Linked DNA regions of Mus musculus: regions 1, 2 and 3 are each linked to region 4. A link is a contact called in public HiChIP or PLAC-seq and capture Hi-C data. All regions are on one chromosome and are shown on one strand. The core of a region is the stretch at or near the end of the contact, and the rest is flanking DNA. Distances in the headings are between cores, read along the strand shown.

Region 1 (3,428 bases), core at 646-3,145, 480 kb before region 4:
CTATCATGGAGGCATAGAGTTTTCTGCCTCTTGTGCTCCAGTGGTGCAGAGGTCCACCTGTTGCTAGCAACACAGGAGCTAAACGCTAGTCCTTTTCTTACAAAGAAGGTTTTTAAAAATTAGATTTACGGGCTGGTGAGATGGCTCAGTGGGTAAGAGCACCCGACTGCTCTTCCGAAGGTCCGGAGTTCAAATCCCAGCAACCACATGGTGGCTCACAACCATCCGTAATGAGATCTGACTCCCTCTTCTGGAGTGTCTGAAGACAGCTACAGTGTACCTACATATAATAATAAATAAATAAATCTTTAAAAAAAAATTAGATTTACTTATTTTTGTGCGTGTGTGTGAGCTCGTTTCTTCCAGTATAGGTCTGCTATCAAACGAAGCTCTGAGTTGTGTGCTGTACTGCCTGCCTGGTACATAGGTTGTACAGGGAATGCTGCCGTTTAGATGTAAGCATGAAGAGATGCCACGAGTCCACCTTGTGCCTCACTGGTGGCTCAGAGCCCAGTTGAACGTGTGGGGCAGGCTGTATTTCACGCATTCTGTTGGGTGATCACACTTCAAAGAGCCTCAGGAGCCGGGCGGTGGTGGCACACGCCTTTAATCCCAGCACTTGGGAGGCAGTGACAGGTGGATTTCTGAGTTCGAGGCCAGCCTAGTTTACAAAGTGAGTTCCAGGACAGCCAGGGCTATACAGAGAAACCCTGTCTCAAAGGAAAAAAAAAAAGAGCCTCAGGACTAACCATTGTTCTCTGATCTCTAGTAACACAGGTAGGTCTGGGGAGGGTAAGAGCTTAGGGGACAGGGTCACATTGTATTCCTAGTGTCCCCAGGCTTCAGTGACATGTTAAGCTCAGTCAGGAAAGCTTTGCCTTCTTTTCTCAGCAATGGCCTGCTAGGCTTGAAAGGGTCGCAGTGATGGCTCAGTCTGAGGTTGACCCCCAGCAGACATCAGCCAGGTGTGGAGGCTGGATAGCTCACAAGTTGGAGCACCAGTGGCTTTTGCAGAGGACCTGGGCTTGATTTCCAGCACCCATGAGGTACAGCTTACAACTATCTGTGACTTCAGCTACAGGGATCCCATGCCTCTGAGGTACCAGCATACATGTGTCCTCCCTGCCCCAAAAGGGAGACTCTAAATAAAAACAAATAAACAAACAAACAAACAGATAAATAAATAAATAAGCGTTGAAGAGCTGTTTAGAGCACTGGCTGCTTTTCCAGAGGACCTGGGTTCAATTCCCAGAATGACATGGTAGTTCCTATCTGTACCTCTGTTCCTATCAGTCTCTCTGGCCTCTGAGTGCACTAATCATGCATTTGGTGCAGACATTCATGCAGGCAAAACATTCATACTATGAAAAAGCCAATAAGATAATACTGTAAAAAAACTGAACAAAGACCAAGCCAGGGTGGTGGTACTTATAATCCCAGTGTCAGGGTAGGAGAGACAGAAGGGCCCGAGGTTCACTGTCCAATCAGAGATCTTGTCTCAAAAGCTAAGGTGGGAACTGAATGAAGAGCACACTGACACTGACTTCTGGCTGCCATTTGCGCATGTACACACATGCAGACTGACACACACACACACACACACACACACACACTCTCACTAGGATGGCAGGTCTGGGCAGTGATGTGCTGTCCCAGTCAAGGGTGGCTGCATCCTACAGAACCCCACATGGAGGAAGGACTTGGACTCACCAATTTTTTGTCCATTTTTGCTTTGATATCCCTGGCAAGAGTGAAAAATGCCTGTGGAAAGAACAGGCCGTCAGCACCCTCTAGTGGTGGGAAGTTATTGGCTAGAGGGAAGGGAGGTCTGCCTCCTGTCCCCAGTCAGGCTCCCATCTGTCACCCCCTGTAGAGCACCTTGGAACAAAGGCCTTCCCCCAAACCAACAATCCTGTGAATGCGAGCAGGCATTATTCTCAGTTGGCCCTTGATGACATGAGGCTCATAGACCATGTGATTTGCCCAAAGGTATTGCGTGGTTAACTGGTTCAGAAGGGTCTGGAAGGATTATCTATCCATGGCTATGTTCTGTCCATGCCAATTCCTTTTTTTAATTTTAATTTTAGAGAGTCTAGGTTAGCCTTAGACATCTGTAGCTGAACATGACCTTAAATCTCCTGTTTCTTCTGCCTCCACCTCCAAAGTACTGGGACAACAGGCATCACTATCAAGCCTGGTTCCTCCTCTCTTTAAAGAACAGCTACAAATTCCAGTTTGCAAATGACTGCTGTCCCATGGAGGGGACAATCTGAGGTAGGTTGGATTTAGCATCTCCATGCAGTGTTGGAGACCTGGAAAGTGGGGCCAGGGGAGAGTGCATGGAGATGGGCTGGCCTGGACAGGGGAACAAGAATCTGATGGCAGGAAAGGAGTGTAGCAAAGGCTGGGGAGGGCAGGCCCAAGTGGCTTATGGGAGGAGTAGGAGTGAAGGGAATTGAACAGGACAAAGGCCTTGGCCACCGTCCTCTGGGTACTTTGTGGAGTGATGTGAGCGATTTAGCCCCCGCCCCCAGTCTTGATGTGTAGCCCAGGCTGGTCTCAGCAATCCTGCCTCAGCCTCCTGAGTGCTGAGATTACAGGTAGCTCTGCAGGTCTGTTTTTGAGTGTCACTAGGGCTGTGTGAGAAAAGCTGAGGGCCAGGTGCCAGGCTGGCACTGCCTTGGGGACAACATAAGGATGAGGGCACAGCACTGGGACCTGGATCCTCACTGGGGATGTGAATTAATAGTGTGGCTGAGAGGAACACAGCTGGGTGTAGGTAGTGGGTACTAGGTACTGGAATCTGAGCTTTGATTTCCCTCATTTGCTGAGCTAGTGAGACTGTGTCTTGAGTGCCTGACAGAGGGCATCCTGAGCCAGAGGCCAATCCCTCTGGATACTCCAGGCTGAATCTCCCAAAGGAAAGCCCCTCCAGCCCTGGAGCACTGATCCCACAAGCCCATGGCTCCCTGCAGGATCTGACTGGACTCACATTCTCCACATTGATGTTGGCCTTTGCACTGGTCTCCATGAACTTGATCCCATAGTCGAGTGCCAGCTGTAATGAAGGCGACACATGAACACAGTGTGGACTCCCATTGTTTCCTAAGGAATGGAAACTGGGATGGGCTGCTACCATACTCAAGCTAAGGGTGTTACCTTCACTGTGTGATGGTACTGCACACCACGTGGGGAGGGTGCAGAGGAGAGGAATGTGGCATAGCCTAAGCCAGCTCTGTTCCCTGCTGTGATGCCAGCTGTGCCTGGCCTTGCTTGGTTCTGGTGACAAGATAAGAGTTCACTGCCAAGCTCTCATTGCTAGCCACGAGGAAGCTCTGTCTTGCCTAGGGTTATCACCTCACAAGGATCTCTCTATCTCAGGCAAGTCAGGATGGCAAAAAGACTAGGAAGAAGCACCCAAGCTGAAA
Region 2 (3,145 bases), core at 491-2,990, 330 kb after region 4:
TGGTCATCAAATTTGCGGATCTGGGCCTTGAGGTGCCTGAGTTTACCCTTCAGGTAGTTACAGCGAGCCTGCTTATCCAGGAAGCCAGGATCCTAGGGGGACAAGAGTTGAGGAAGTCCTCCTGGCACTGTAACCAGAGGCCCTCAAGCTGTTCAGCTTTGATTACATGGTCCCAGTCTCAAGACAGCACCACACACACACAGCCCAATCTGTGACCCCAGGAGTCTCCACTCACCCCTCGCTTCTTCTCAAACTCTCTCCTGACATGAGCTGCCATGCGAGCCTCCTTCTGAAAGGGCAAGGTGGGAAGGGGCTCAGAAGGGCCACCATGACCCTGACAGCATGCCACCCAGTAGAAGCTGCACAGCCGCAGGAAGCTGGGGCACAGGAGTTCCTGGGCTGACCTGGCTTCGTGGCGGGGGCAGCGACAGCAGCAGGGCCTCCAGTTGCTGGAGCTTAGCCTGTGTGGCCCCCACCTCCCGCTGGAGCTCCGAGAACTCGCCATACTGGTCCTGGAACACTGCGGCATAGCGGCTCCGGTCCCTTCTGTTGGTCACTGGTGGGTACTTACTACCAGGTTGGAAGGGGTCAGTCAGTGTATAAGTAGAGGGAAATCTGTCTTTCCACCCATCATGGCAATTGGCTTTTCTTCTTCTTTTCTTTTGGTTTTTTTGAGACAGGGTTTCTCTGTGTAGCCCTGGCTGTCCTGGAACTTACTCTATAGACTAGGCTGGCCTCGAACTCAGAAATCCGCCTGCCTCTGCCTCCCAAGTGCTGGGATTACAGGCGTGTGTCACCACTGCTAGGCCCGGCAATTGGCTTTCCTTTGCCAGTGCTGACCACCAAATCAAAATGCCTTCTACCACCAATTCCGTTTCCTAATTTCATAAACTCTTATTCGCCCATCAAAACCCCAGCCTCAATGCCCCTTTCTGTTTCCCAGGCATTAAGAAGCTCTGAGGGAACGTGGGTATGATGAATTCAGGAGACTAAGGTAGGGGCTATCTTGGACTAGACGACCAGACCTGGTCTTACAACGAGTGGGCACTCACAGCTCGTAGTCAGGTACTGGGTTGAGGCGGGGTCCCAGATCTCTGGGATGCTTCTCAGGGTGCAGTGGCTCCCGGGGGCGCAGCTCATCCGCAAACACGATCTTCCGGGGCCTCACGCAGAGCTCTCCCGGCCCGGGCTGGCTCTGCGGCCGTCTGGAGCGCGGACGCTCCGGGGCAGGCATGCGTGGGGCTGCAGCTCTCTGGCGCCCCCTGGCGGCAGGGCGCGAATTGCAAGTGGCTTCCGGGCCTGAGAGCCTGGCCAGAGGACCCCGCCGGCCGCGCCTGGAGGCGGGACCTGCATGTATTTGCATACGCGAGCGCGGTTGGCTGGCCGCGCAACCCAGAGTGCGGATCCCGGAAAGGGGCACTGACGAGGCGCCGCGACGTCACCGCGGCGTCATGCTCGAGAGTGGCTGGCGGTGCAGCGCGGGCCCCGCCCCATTCTTGAAACCGGAAGAGCGCAAAGCAGCGGAGGGCGACTGGGGTCCGAGTCGAGACGACCCCTTCGCCTCTTGCCTCGCGGGGTTACGGCCCACAAAGCTTCCAGCCCCCGCCCGCCTGTGGTTATCCGAGGATCCCACTCGGTGTCACCTGTCCCAGAGCCCCGTCTGGCCCTGCCGCCGGGAACGCAGCTGTGCAGGAACTGCGGGTGGAGCCGTTGGCACGGGCGCTCGGCCGCTAGGGCGGGGCTCTCAGGGTGGGCGGAGCCTGCGGCGCGTGTTCCTCTCTGGGTTGGAATCAGCCCTTCACTATGCTGTTTGGCCTATTCATTTACCCCAGTCTATTGGGAAAATAAGGTAGTTTTTTTTTTTTCTTTTCTTTCTGCTTTTTTTTTTTTGTTTACCAATTTATTTTTTTCTTTAGCAATTGTATTATTTTTGTGTGTGTGTGACCTTGTACATACTCAGAGACCAATACAGGTCGTTGAGTGTCGTACAGCCCTACTTTTTTTTTTTTGACAGTTTCTCCGAAACCTGATGGTCCCTGTTTAGGTATTCTGGCTGGCCAGCGGGCTCCAGGTAGATCTGCTTGTATCTCCCTCCTAGCACTGGGTTGATAGGTTCCTGCTCCCCACCTCTGCCATTTTACAAGAGTACTAGGGGTTGGAACCTAGATCTGCATACTTGAGTCACACTCTTACACTGAGTCATCTCCCTAGACCCTAAGAAGTGACGTTTATTATGCTAACTATGTGTGTGTGCATGTCAGACTCCCTGAAGTTACCATTACAGTTAATATATTTATTTTTAAAGATTTATTTCATGTATATGAGAATATTGTAGCTGTACAGATGGTTGTGAGCCATCATGTGGTTGCTGGGATTTAACTGATGACCTCCGGAAGAACAGTCGGTGCTCTTATCCACTGAGCCATCTTTCCAGCCTATCTATCTATATTTATATACACACACACACACATATATATGTATATATATTTTTTTTTGGTTTTTCGAGACAGGGTTTCTCTGTGTAGCCCTGGCTGTCCTCACTTTGTAGACCAGGCTGACCTTAAACTCAGAAATCTGCCTTCCTCTGCCTCTCAAGTGCTGGGATTAAAGGCATGCACCACTACTCCCGGCCCAAATATATTTATTAGTTTTTAATTTTGTTTTTGTTGTTGTTTTTTGTTTGTTTGTTTGAGACAGGGTTTCTCTGTATAGCCCTGGCTGTCCTGGAACTCACGCTGTAGACCAGGCTGGCCTTGAACTCAGAAATCTACCTGCCTCTGCCTCCCAAGTGCTGGGATTAAAGGCGTGCGCCACCAGTGCCTGGCTAAATATAGTTTTTGATTGGCTTTTTTGTCCCTAACTCTTACTGCTTATTTTGCTCATGCTCTGGGGTGGAACTCAGGCTGTCAGGCTTTGTGGCAAGTGTCTTTACCAACTGAGCCGCCTGACAAGCCTTTCTTGTGCTATTTTTGGAAGATGGAGTCAAGGTCCCACTATGTGGCCCTGTCTGGCCTATAATTTTCTGTGTATACCAGGCTGGCCCTAAACTCAGTCTGCCTCCCTAGGGAGGGGATCTGCGTGGCCACTGCTCTCCCAGGCAGGTTTTAACTTTTCTTCCTGTTTTTGAGACTTGGTTTTGTTGTGT
Region 3 (3,115 bases), core at 570-3,069, 410 kb before region 4:
CTACAAATTTTCCTCTGATCTCCATACTATCACACAGACACACAGACACACACAGAAAGAGAGAAGAAAGAGAGAGAGAGAGAGAGAGAGAGAGAGAGAGAGAGAGAGAGAGAGAGAGAGAGACTGAGAGAGACACACAAAGAGGGGGAATGAGGGAGAGGGGCACTCTGTACATAGATGTGGGCAGAATCACATCACACAAAAACAGGTTTCCCTTCACTGTCTTGCCCTTAGTTTGTATAATGAATACAATTTGTCATCCAGCCATTTTTGTTTTGTTTGTTATTTTGAGACAAGGTCTCTATGTAGCTCTAGCATTCCTGGAACTTGCTATGTAGACCAGGCCTTGAACTCATAGAAATCTTCTTCCTCTTGCCTCTGGGTTGCTGGGATTAAAGGTGTGTGCCAGTACTAAACCTAGCCAAGCTGGAGTTCTCTCTCTCTCTCTCTCTCTCTCTCTCTCTCTCTCTCTCTCTCTCTCTCTCTCTCACACACACACACACACACACACACACATTTCAGATCCTAACGCCATTCTTTGCTCAAGGCCACTGACCCAAGGTCCTTAACTCCTCTTAGGTGTCCTGATTCTTGCTGGGCTTGTTCAGGTCCCTACAGGTGACGTCAAGCCTATCTCCATGTTTGGCCTGATTCTGGGTCCCCTGGCTCAGCCTCAGCCCACTGAAGTCACATCTCTCAAGGCAGGGCACTGGGTGGACAGTGGCAGGACCGTAGCTGTTGAAGGGTCCTGACCATCCTGTCTGCCCCTTATCTCTCTCTCTCTTCTTCTTCTCCCTTCTCATTCTTTCTTCCTCTTCCTCTTCCCCTCCTCTTCCTCCTTTTTTCACTTTTAAATTATTATTATTATTATTTGCTGAATACAGGGACTCTGCTGGCATGTGCTTGCTTTTCTACTGTGCCACACCCTTAGCCTTTGCTTTTGGGAATGGAGTCTCACTCTATAGCCATCCTGCCTCAGCATCCTATATATTGGGATGACAGGCATGGATGTCCACACCCAGGCTTCCTCCTCCCGTTGCCTCTCAGCTTGTCCCTTCATTGGTGTCCTTGGTACCAGGATTAATCTCTATAGTGTGCCTGGTCAAGGCGAGAGGGAGCTGCCTCTGTGCTGTAGAAAATCTTGCACTGGCTCCCTGTGCGCCTGGCTCCGGGTGAGCTGCTGCTAATAGCTGGTAGCTAGTGTCCATGAGAAGCTCCTTACAAAGAGTGGGTGGAGGCCCCTGCATCACACTCAGCATTCCAGGTAAGGCTTTTATCTCCATTCATACACAAGGGGACTCAGGAAATTATCAATGGCCCCATACTTCACAATCTGTCTTGTTCCAAACCTCTTAATACCATACTATACAAGCTGAGCATGGTGGGCTCATCTGCCACGCCAACACTCAGAAAGCTGAAGCAGGAGGATGACAAGCTCCAGAATAGCCAGGGCTACATACGACCTTGTTTCAGAAGCAACCCTGACACGCAGGACCCAGATACTCACTACTTGGCAGAACTGCCCATTTTCTTGCATCTTTTTTTTTTTTTTTAAATAGACACAACTTAAGTGAGACCCAGAAAGGCAAAGCCACTTGTCCCAGGTCACACAGTAGGCTTGGCTATACCCTCCAGGCTCACTGCCTGGTGTGGCCCCCTTACTCCCCCCAACCCCCGACTTTACTCACCTATGGAAGGTTTGCTTCTGGCCTTGGGATGCTTGGTGGGAGGTAAGCCAGCTCTTCTTGGGAAAAGCTCCTGGACAGAGTGTGACGCGTGAGGCAGTTTTCTGTCCCTACAAAAGTCTGTGCAAGGCCTTGGCAGAGCACAGCTTACCCTCTGTCCTCATTGCCTGGCTTGTTCCCCAGGGTCTTGTTAGGATCAACTGGTTAATTGTTCTGTGTTCTGTCCCTATCAAGCCAGCTTCTTAGGGGCCAAGGGCACTGTACTTCCTGCCCAGGTTTTCCCTCCACACCTTTGGTGCCAGTGTCTCTAGGATTCTTTGGGGATCCCTTGAAAAGCATGGTTTGGTGGAATTCTCTTGACACTATTAGACCTGCTCAAACCCTGAGATAGCGTTGAGGCTTCCTACTGCTCCCTAAGGGAAATAGACCCTTCATATAGATTATTTATTAACTTTTTTGGGGTGAAGGACACAAAGGCTGTAGCAGATATGATTTCTGTTTTGTCCATATGTGTTCAGGTATGCAGCATTTTCATATCATTCAGTGACGCAGGAATGGAGCCCCACGAGGAAAGGCTACACTAGTCCTCTTAGTCTGACCCCATTCTTTTGAAAGCTGCTTCCCTGACTCACTTCTAAAGCAGCAGCAGTTGGCTCTTTTCCTTCCTTGAGGGGTGCACCCCAACCTCATGTGGGGTCCCGTTCCCACCTGAGGACCTAGCTTTGTCTATAACCACTGTCAGCCTCCCTTTCCCTTCTAAGCCACGCTTTCTGAGGTCCCAGTTTTCTGGCTGGAGTCCCTCCATATCTCCCGCAAGCTTGCCAAGCTCTCTGTTCATCGCAAGCCCCTTCTCCAGGACCCATTTTCCTGGTTCTGGGCCCTCTGTCAACCTGACCTGTGGGCGTTTGCTGTGGCTCCTTGAGCTCACCCCTGCAGTTTCTCACGAAGTCTTGGGGCTGAGCTTTCTCTGCTGTCTTAGCACTGCTGTCAGGGACTGGGGGTCTGGAGCTGGCAGGAGAGGGGCTGTTGCTGAAGTGGACAGGCCACTGCTCTCATGTTTTCCCGGTGGAACACAGGAGCTTTCGGCTGGATGTGCTGTCACTTGAACACTGTGTGTCCTACTCAAAACCACAGTGGACCTTAACCCAATATGAACTGGTGAGGATACCCCAAGAATGCCTAGCATACAAGAGGTGCTGGGTTCCAGCTCCAGTGTCAGAGAGGGGAGGGAGAGGGGCTGGGGAAGGGAGGAGAGAGGGATAAATTGGAGAGACAGCTCAGTGGGTAAGAATTTTCTGCTCTTGCAGAGGGTCTGAATTCAGTTCCCAGCTCTGGTGGTTCACAACTGCCTATAAACCCTTGTTCTTGCTCTGCACTTGGAGAGCACTGCATACACTTGCACAAGCCCCAACCCCACAGACAAACACACA
Region 4 (3,199 bases), core at 254-2,753:
AACATGGCACCTCCTGGTGGCTTTAATTTGCTCTCCTTGGGGTACAGGAAGGCAGGGCAGCTTTGAAAACACAGGAGTCCTTTTTCTCTGGCCTGGCTTCCCTCACCAGGCCTCCCAGAGCCAGGGAGATAGGTGCTTATCTCAGGAGGGTGAGTCCCAGCAGCTGGGGCAGAGCCTTGGGTGGGGTGTCCTTGCCTGTTTATAATGCCATTGCCGTTTTCACCGAAGTGACTCCAAAACCTCAACTATGCAGTGAGTGAACATTTGTCAGGCAGGTCCAGGCTGAGTCACCTGCATTCTGAGCAGGAGCCAGAAGAGGTGTTTTCTGTGGCAGGGAGCTGGAGTGAGTGGCAGTTAACATGGCCCCCGGCAGCCTTACCTGCTGCATTGCCAGAACATGGTTGCCCCCACAAGATCATCCCTCCCGCCCCTGACCTGCTCCTTGTCTGTGGATTTTTCTGCCGTGTGACACAGGTGGGACGTTTGTACTAGCTGCTGTCACTCAACAGCAGGGCCTCTTCAATCATTTTTATGGTTCACTAATATCCCAGTGCCCGTGAATAGGGCTGCTGTGACCTCTGGGTGCACTCAGGGAAGGATTACCACGTCAAGGGACAATCCTGGAGCTCTGCCCACTGTGTACTGGTCCAGGGAGCCAGTGTCAGGAGGACTCAGTTTCCGGTTTAGGAGCTTACTTCTCCCTCCAGCAGGCTACTAGGGCCTGGGACTCAGAGTTAAGACCACCAAGTTTTTGAGGTAACTTCTGAGGAAGGGCGTGGTTGGGGACGCTCCTAGGAGATTTACACCTGATCCTGGCATTTAGGAGTTGGAGGGCCTACCAACAGGTTTTAAGGTCCTGGGATCTTCTAAGTCTCTGAGCTCACTCTCCTCCAGGCTGAATGTTTCCTCAGGAGAAGAGGGAGGAGGGGGGGCAGCTGCAGCATTGGCTGAGCTGGGGGGCTGGGAGGGAGGCAAGAGGCTACAGCAGGGGCTGAAATGAGGAAGGAGGGCGGAGGTTGAAGCCTGGGCTGAGCTGTGGGAGAGGCGCTGCAGTAGGGGACAGACAGACAGACTTGCTCAGGACAGGGGAGCTCCTGCTCCCTCTCGTGGCGTGGAAGAGGAAGATGGGGCTCTAAATGAAGGAGGGGTTGGAGGGAGTTAGACTCCCAGGGGAGGGGTAGGACTGGAGGAGGAAGAGGTCAGGTTGGGAATAGAGGTCCACTGGAGGAGGTGGGGGTTAGGGATAAAAGTGAATGGGCATGGCCAAGAAAGAGGGAAGGAGGGTGGAGACGTGGACCTTCTCGGGTAAATCTGGACGCAGGGTGGCGCCTAGAGGGAGGGGAAGGGCCAAAGTCCAGGTAGAAAGACAGGTGGGGAAGAACATGACCACAGTGAAGAACAGGACGGGGAGGGGCAAGGGAAAGGAACTAGACGGGGGGGGGGGGGGGGTGAGGGCGGAAGGAGGGAGACTTTCTCCTTGGCTACTAGGAAGCTCGACTCACTGGAGGGAGGAGCGGGAAAGGGAGAACAGGGAAGAAGCGGAGGAAGGCGAGTAGCCAAGAGCCAGCTCAAGGCGGTCGCCCAGGTAAACAGTGTGGCCTCCGGGGTTGTCTGGAGCCCGCGATCGCAGTGAGTGCCAGGGTCTCGGGTGGGGTGGTGCGAAGTTGAAATCTGTGGCGCTTTCTAGCTGCACCGTGCTGAAGATGCTCCGCAGCCCCGGCCATACTCCTGGGCTCCGGGTCTCTTAGACGCCGCGAAGTAGCCCCGCTACTTTCCAGGATCAGAAGCCCGCGTTTTCCCCAGTGTCTGCACAGCCGGGTGGCCTCGGCTCTGACTCGGTTTCCCCTGTTCGAGTTTGTGAAACTTTCCCTGTATGGGAGTTAGGCTGTGGTGAAGTAAACTGCGAGGCGTGGTGGTGGCAGCATAGTTAAATTGATAGTCTGTATTGCTAACCGAGGTTCTGACGCTTTGGGGTAAATTTCCCATTCTTTTCTTTTTTCTCCTTTTTTTTCTGAGACTGTCTTTGAACAGTCTACCTTCCTCCTGAGTGCTTGGTCTCGGGTCCCCACTTTCACTTTCTCATCCTGGCCTGTCACACTCTGTGGAGTCAGGAGGAGAAGGTGCGGCCGCTTAGGGGACATTAGTTGGTGCCCATCTGGTCAGTGTTTGCGCAGCCAGCCCAGGCCGGATCCCTTCCCCTGGGCGTGGCGTTTCCCCTCAATAGCTGAGATTGCGAAGATCCTGTAGGGGCCCCAGGAGACTACTCTGCTGCCCCCTCCGAGGTCTGGAACCCCGCGGACTTTTGTTCCCTGTCCTGCGTGGAGGGGCGCTGGAGGCAGAAGTGGGTGCCTGGTCCAAGTCCCTGTGCTAAGCTGATCCCCTGCCTCGGGTCCCCTCAGGAGGCGCTAACAGCCCAGCAAGGGTGGGGCTGGGGCCGGCGTGTTTACTTTACTCTTGATTACAGGGATCTTGTGTCTGTGACATTTTATCTTGATTGTAAAAATTAAAGAGGTTATTGTAATCCTGGTGTAAACGTCACCGGAAGAGGGACGAGAGAATGGGACCCGCTTAGAGGGTAGGGATCTAGGGTGACCCCAGACGCCAGGCCTATGAGGCTGCTCTGCTAATTGGAAGGGCAAGGAAATGGCCAGCACCTTCCCAGCCTCCGTTTCCTTGTCTGGGAAGTGGGCCGGGCTGGGCTTTCTTTCCCGGTTGGGGGTGGGGGGCTGGGGGACGCTGTGTAGCCTCGGAGAAGCTGTGTGAAGGCAGGGCGTTACCTCCGGAAAGCTGGGGTGTGAAAGCAGGGCCATCAAGACCTGGGCCTCCGAAGCTTTATCTTTATAGGAACTCTCTTTTTGTCGGTAAAATTCCAAGTTCCTCGTAAAAAGAAAATTGCCCAGGGTTAAGGAGCTAGTACAAACCTGAACGGAGCTGCCATGGGGTCAGTTGATCAGCTCGTCCTACCCAGCTAAGCGCTGGGTGACCCCGGGCTCAGGGTCACAGGGACAAACACCAACCTGGGGACCCCACGTCCAGCTGGGACGCACAGAAGGAACTGTCCCTGAAGCACCCAGCATCCTCCGCATCCCTCACTCTGGGAGAATGATCCAGAACGTCTGAGCGTGTCAGTATCCACCCTGATGCCTCTTTGAGCACGTGTCATTCCTCTACCTCAGTAGCCTTCTGAAGGCCGCTGCCA

The links. HiChIP or PLAC-seq counts read pairs in DNA pulled down with a chosen protein or histone mark. Capture Hi-C pulls out chosen DNA fragments and counts their contacts.
Region 1: an H3K4me3 HiChIP or PLAC-seq map of bone marrow-derived macrophages shows a contact between it and region 4, with 2.5 times the contacts expected there. The contact joins the enhancer-like site here to the promoter of B3gnt3 in region 4. A contact is called at or near these places in 7 of 39 promoter capture datasets (the 3T3-L1 cell line, the HPC-7 cell line, cranial neural crest and 4 more), 4 of 15 datasets of contacts at CTCF or cohesin (the NIH/3T3 cell line, embryonic stem cells, large pre-B cells and 1 more), 17 of 115 datasets of contacts at active chromatin or transcription factors (the 230-238 cell line, astrocytes, bone marrow-derived macrophages and 9 more) and 2 of 9 other capture datasets (embryonic stem cells and pancreatic islet).
Region 2: an H3K4me3 HiChIP or PLAC-seq map of bone marrow-derived macrophages shows a contact between it and region 4, with 3 times the contacts expected there. The contact joins the promoter of Ocel1 here to the promoter of B3gnt3 in region 4. A contact is called at or near these places in 1 of 39 promoter capture datasets (cranial neural crest), 2 of 115 datasets of contacts at active chromatin or transcription factors (bone marrow-derived macrophages and pancreatic cancer cells) and 3 of 9 other capture datasets (adipose tissue, liver and pancreatic islet).
Region 3: a contact with region 4 is called in a capture Hi-C map of embryonic stem cells, with 6 times the contacts expected there. The contact joins the promoter of Olfr374 here to the promoter of B3gnt3 in region 4. A contact is called at or near these places in 10 of 39 promoter capture datasets (the 3T3-L1 cell line, the C10 cell line, the HPC-7 cell line and 4 more), 2 of 15 datasets of contacts at CTCF or cohesin (large pre-B cells and pro-B cells), 4 of 484 Hi-C or Micro-C datasets (differentiating embryonic stem cells and embryonic stem cells), 4 of 115 datasets of contacts at active chromatin or transcription factors (bone marrow-derived macrophages, embryonic hindbrain, embryonic stem cells and 1 more) and 4 of 9 other capture datasets (adipose tissue, embryonic stem cells, macrophages and 1 more).

What each region holds. Positions count from the first base shown.
Region 1 is chr8:72,175,953-72,179,380 of GRCm38.p6, reverse strand. It overlaps Rab8a (RAB8A, member RAS oncogene family), which reads right to left. Exons shown (of 8, transcript NM_023126.2): 6 at 2,993-3,058; 7 at 1,711-1,761. Among named protein-coding and RNA genes, the nearest start is that of Hsh2d, 12 kb to the left of the region's middle. Within about 2 kb of position 1,895, at least 33 of the 459 cell types and tissues checked have an H3K27ac peak or open chromatin away from gene starts, as enhancers often do. A contact at or near this core is called in bone marrow-derived macrophages and differentiating embryonic stem cells, where this site is marked.
Region 2 is chr8:71,369,893-71,373,037 of GRCm38.p6, reverse strand. Ocel1 (occludin/ELL domain containing 1) reads right to left here and starts at 1,740. Exons shown (of 4, transcript NM_029865.2): 1 at 1,053-1,740; 2 at 405-570; 3 at 236-289; 4 at 1-92. The coding sequence starts at 1,363.
Region 3 is chr8:72,105,744-72,108,858 of GRCm38.p6, reverse strand. It overlaps Olfr374 (olfactory receptor 374), which reads right to left and starts at 1,819. Exons shown (of 2, transcript NM_146338.2): 1 at 1,689-1,819.
Region 4 is chr8:71,700,104-71,703,302 of GRCm38.p6, reverse strand. It overlaps B3gnt3 (UDP-GlcNAc:betaGal beta-1,3-N-acetylglucosaminyltransferase 3), which reads left to right and starts at 1,503. Exons shown (of 3, transcript NM_028189.3): 1 at 1,503-1,585.